Linked DNA regions of Mus musculus: region 2 is linked to region 1. A link is a contact called in public Hi-C data. All regions are on one chromosome and are shown on one strand. The core of a region is the stretch at or near the end of the contact, and the rest is flanking DNA. Distances in the headings are between cores, read along the strand shown.

Region 1 (2,700 bases), core at 135-2,634:
TACACTCATATTTAGGGAGGAGAGAGTTCAACTCAGCTGTTACTCCTTTGGGACTGCCCATCTTATTGTCTGAGACATGACCTCTTAATAAGATCTAAGGCCAGCTGCCTTAGCCAGGCCGGTTACCAGAGCATCCCAGGGACTGCCTCTCCAATGTTAGCTGTACAAGGGCATTCTACAAAGTGGCTTTTTATGTGAGTGCTGCGATACAGGAAAGGTCCTCATGCTTGCATGACAACGTGACCAACTGAGCTATCTTCCACCTTTCAAAAGATCTTGATAATAAACGCTTTTACTGCTTTGTTTTGCTAAGTATTCCATTCTATTTCTATACTTGCTTTCAGAGGCATTTGTAGAATGAATGGTCTCTAGTTACTGCATTATCCTACTACAACAATGTCTATTTGGGCCTTTTACAACAACTTCATCTCTTCTGAAATACCAACACTATTGGGTCTCTGCCCTATGCTCATTCTTCTATGGAGGTAGAGTCACTTGATATCCCCCGACCCCCTTTGTGGCTTACATAAATGGCCCCTTCGACCAAACCAGAACTTTAACCCAAGTTTATAACTCTCACTATGTTAGTTAATTCCAATGTCTTTCCCCAATCCAGTTTCCTGTTTCTTCACACCACAGCAATCTCATAGCCTTGTTATTCCTGGCTGCTCTCCTATCACTCCTGTGGCTAGTTATTATGTCTTGCGATTCACACATTAAATACATTTTATTTCCACTAAACGGTCATTATATCTTAATCCATTACCACAGGTTGCTGCAGTTATTTTTTTTAATATTTATTTATTATATGTAAGTACACTGTAGCTGTCTTCAGACACTCTAGAAGAGAGCATCAGATTTCGTTACAGATGGTTGTGAGCCAGCATGTGGTTGCTGGGATTTGAACTCAGGACCTTTGAAAGAGCAGTCGGCAATCTTAACCACTGAGCCAAACAGTCCTTCTCGCCCTGGCTCCATTTCATTTCCGTACCCAGGTGACACGACAACCAACAACCAACGTGTTAAAAAGTGTTAGGAGATCAGACTTTGGTAAACATGGAAGACTAAGTGGAAAAGATAGGTAAGGGGCTGTCATGTGGACAACGAAGCCCTGAACGGTTCCAGGAGTTCTTCACTGCTGTTAGAGAAGGTAAAAACTGTCAAGACAGGAGCACTTAAACTAACTTCCTTAGTTTCCTCTCACAAACAAATCGCCGTCAAGTGATATGGTTTATGCGAAGTGAGCCTTGCCCTCCCTTAGGCTAAGCACTGTCACCCGGGTGGAGGATCTCAGATTGTCCTCCCGGGTCGCTCTAGCTGCCGTCTCTATGGTTCGGGGACGCGCCGGGTCGCGGGCAGGCCCGGCCCCGCTGGTGCGCGTGCGCGATCCCAGCGCGTGCCCGGCCTCCGGCAACTGCCCCGGCCGCCGGGTGGGAGGGGTGGGTCCGGGGACGTCGCGGCGGCCGTGGCCGCGAACCCTGCACGCAGGGCAGTCCTCCTCCGCCGCCTCAGATGATGGGTCCCGAGGATGCCGGAGCCTGCTCGGGAAGGAACGCCGAGCTGCTCCCAGTCCCGGGGCCCATGGGTCAGGACGGGAAGACCGTCCCGGCCACCAGCGGCTTTAGCGGAGGCGCTGTCGCCGCGGAGCCGCCGGAGGAGGCTGGAGAGGAGGAGGCGCCGCCGCCGCGGCAGCTCCTGCAGCGGTACCTCGCGGCGGCCGCGGGCCCGCTGAAGCCCGGGCTCGGCGGGGCGGAGGCGGAGGCGGAGGAGGCGGCGGCGGCAGCAGTCCCCGCGGCGCGCGGCTCAGGCATGACCAACGGAGACTCGGGCTTTTTGCTGCGCCAGGACCGTCGCGGCCCAGAGGAGGCACGTCGCCGCCGAACCTGCGGCCGTCCCTGCCTGCTGGAGCCCGCGGACGAGGGCGTGGACGGTGCGGGTGGCCTGGACGACTGGGCCGCGCCGCTCGAGGACCCGCTGCGGAGCTGCTGCCTGGCGGCCGGGGACACGGACGACCCGGACCCCGCAGCCGCCACCCCTGCCGGGAGGGCCGTCGAGAGCGCGGAGCCCAGCCTCGGCCTCCCCGACGCCCGCTTCGGCTCTCGGAACACGTTCGAGGTGAGCCGCCGTCAGAGCGCCGGCGACCTCCTGCCCTCAGCGGGGCCGTCCGCACCCTTGCCAGCGGCAGAGCAGGGTCCCGGGGGCACCACGGCTCGGGCTCGACGGAGCGGTGGCTTCGCGGATTTCTTCGCCAGGTATCACACTGGCCGCGCGAGGGGCTTGGGCGGGGCCGGGAACGGGCTGCCTTCCAGCGTACGGAACAGGAACGTCGGGACTCAGCTTTGATCTGTCGCTAGGGTAGGGGGACCGGATGGCTTTGTGAGCTCCGGGCCTGGAGCCAGGATTGGTGTTACTCCGTCCCCAGGAAGCGTTGTGCTTCCAGGTCTGACCAGCCTCCCAATACTACACATTCAGTTTCTTCATCTGGAACATCAGATAACCACTGCCCTATTATTTTTTTGTAATTGTATTACTAGGATTTGGACTGGGCGGGCGGCAGTGTGTGGTGTAGAAGTCTGTGAAGTTTATTTGCTTGGAGTCTAAGCCCGTTCCATTAGTTTGGGGATTCGAGGTTTTTTTTTAAAAAAAAAAATAATTTAACTGCACACTTATTTTGTGTTAATGTGTGTGCGCACATGTATC
Region 2 (2,700 bases), core at 102-2,601, 5.7 Mb after region 1:
ATAGGGCTACACTTCCCATATTTTTGTTGGCTATTAGCCAATAGTCTTTCTCAGCTTGTAAAGAATTCACTTGTCATTTTCTGAAATATATGCATATATATGTGTGTGTGTATATGAATATACATATATATTCAAGGCAAACCAGAGAGCATGTATTATGGATTCAAATCCCCAAGCCTTTTGTCTCTAACTAATGTTTCCAGATTTAAAGGGCTAGAGAGATAATGTCTGCCCTACTCAAGATAAGTCTCCATTTTGATGACCTCAAATTTGACTGGTTAGGGACTTTGACTACATATTTGCCATATAATGTTACCTAACTACAGGGACACCACCCTGTCATAGATGCAGTTCCTACTGTCATTTTAAGGGGAGAGACTTAAATAGGATATGTACACCATGGGATGACAATCTTGGCCTCCTGTAGGTATTCATTAGAATGGTCCAGTAAGGGCTGGCGAGACTGCTCAGCGGGTAAGAGCACTGACTGCTCTTCCAAAGTTCCTGAGTTCAAATCCCAGCAACCACCCATAGTGAGATCTGACGCTGTCTTCTGGTGCATCTGAAGTCAGCTACAGTGTACTTATGTATAATATTAAATAAATCTTTTAAAAAAAAAGAATAGTCTAGTAAGCAAACAAAACAATTAATACCTTCTCTTATAACCAGTATGTATTGTTGGAAAATGTGAATATCTGTGGTTGCATAACATTGGTCTCATTGCAAGATTAGATTTAAGTAGGTGAGATAGTGCTATATGCAGAAAAATCAAATAATACTGAACAAAAATGGATTTTATATTACTTTTTTTTTTTTTTAAAGGGATGGTGGTTTGCTGTGTTATTCAGACTGGCTCTGAACTCTTGGATTCAAGTGGTCTTCCTGCTTCAGCGTCTGGAGTAATTGGAACTATAAGCCCTTGATCTTCTCTAGATTCTGAATGAATTCAGTTTGTCCTTAATCATCTGTCTAAGCCTTCAGGACAGCTTTACCCAAGGTCTATGTGCTAACTGATTTTTCTAGTGATTTCTTAAGTGGATCTAAGCGTTGGCTTCTCTCCCCACCCGAGAGAGTAAAGCTTAAAGCTTAATTACACTTGCCTCCGTCTTTGCCTCTGTAGGCTTGAACATAGGGAGGCAGCAATATTTCGTGGGCTTGTTTGTCCCTTTTCTAAGGAACTAAGCGAGTCGGCCTTATGGAGCCTAGACTGTAGTCCTGCAGGTCACCGCTAGGGAGCGCTCCTTCAACCTAGGCGCCCACCTACTTAAAAGGTCTCGATCGGTTTCTCTTGCAGTCCATCTCTATGGTGTTCGTTGTTGTTGCTTCCGGAAAGGGCGGAGCTTTCACTTCCGGCGGGGCCGTCCCTAGAGTAGAGATGGCGGCGACGGCAGCCGAGGTTGCGGCCTCTGGCTCTGGAGAGGCCCGGGAAGAAGCCGAAGCTCCGGGTCCCGCCTGGGATGAGTCCCAGCTACGAAGTTACAGCTTTCCGACCAGGCCCATCCCACGTCTGAGCCAGAGTGACCCTCGGGCGGAAGAGCTCATCGAAAATGAGGTGGGGGGCGGGGCTGCTGCTGAAGGGGGTGGAGGAAGGGACCCGGTTAGCGGAGAGGTGGCACACTGATCAGATTGTGGACAGAGGCTTGAGAGGCGGGAAAGGGAGATGCTACGTCAGGAGAGAGTGACAGGAGACACTGTTGTGAATTTGACAAGTACAGATATCGTCGAGAAGAACATATTAGCGCCTTGGAATTACTTCATTGATTTTTTTTTTTGATGTTTTTGCTTAGGAGCCAGTGGTGCTGACCGACACAAACCTTGTGTATCCTGCACTGAAGTGGGACCTCGAATACCTGCAAGAGAATATTGGCAACGGAGATTTCTCTGTGTACAGTGCCAGCACCCATAAGTTCTTATACTATGATGAGAAGAAGATGGGCAATTTCCAGAACTTTAAGCCAAGGTCCAACAGGGAGGAAATTAAATTTCATGAGTTCGTTGAGAAACTACAAGCTATACAGCAGCGCGGGGGAGAAGAGCGGTAAGTTGCCCCGTCAGTAGAACCAGGGCATCCGCTTTCCTGTACTTGTTTGAAGGTGTGGTGGAGTTGGGTAAGAAGAGATTGGCACCTCCAAGCCTCTGGGTTCCACGAGTGAATATTCTGCTCTGCGCTTTGAGTTCTTGATGGTTCTTTTTAGCTTAGTGGATGAGGGCAGCATTAGCCTTGAACTGTGAGTCCAATTTCCTGTCTTTGGTAGTTAGAGTGACAGTTGTTTTGCAGGGTCAGTCAGACGAAAGAAAGGCTTTGACCGTGCCTATGTGGAACTTATACTAGCCTGATAGCATATGTCCAGTTAAATCATTGTGCGGTTCTGTTTGGGAGGGCTGTCCCAGGGTTCGAAAATTTCAAGCTCAAAATGGAAGATTTTTACTTAAGATCTTTTGATTTCTTGAAAAAAAAAAAAAGATTGTGTTTTATGTGTGCAGGTGTTTGTATTTAGTTGCTATTGTTTTGGGGGGGGCGGGGCAGGGACTCACTCTGGAGCTCTTAACTGGACTGGCTGGAACTTGCCATATAGACTAGGCTTGCCTCAAACTCGATAAGATCCTCTTGCCTCTGCCTTGAGTGCTGAGATTAAAGTGTTTACCTGTTTGCCTTGCACACCATGTGTATTTAATGCCTGTAGAGGGCAGAAGGCATTC

The links. A called contact is a pair of places that touch in the nucleus more often than the background predicts.
Region 2: a contact with region 1 is called in a Hi-C map of regulatory T cells, with 12 times the contacts expected there. The contact joins the promoter of Hif1an here to the promoter of Tbc1d12 in region 1. A contact is called at or near these places in 6 of 484 Hi-C or Micro-C datasets (CD4 T cells, CD8 T cells, regulatory T cells and 2 more) and 1 of 9 other capture datasets (liver).

Annotation. Positions count from the first base shown.
Region 1 is chr19:38,835,195-38,837,894 of GRCm38.p6, forward strand. Tbc1d12 (TBC1D12: TBC1 domain family, member 12) reads left to right here and starts at 1,385. Exons shown (of 13, transcript NM_145952.4): 1 at 1,385-2,252. The coding sequence starts at 1,513.
Region 2 is chr19:44,561,503-44,564,202 of GRCm38.p6, forward strand. It overlaps Hif1an (hypoxia-inducible factor 1, alpha subunit inhibitor), which reads left to right and starts at 1,352. Exons shown (of 8, transcript NM_176958.3): 1 at 1,352-1,552; 2 at 1,788-2,038. The coding sequence starts at 1,376.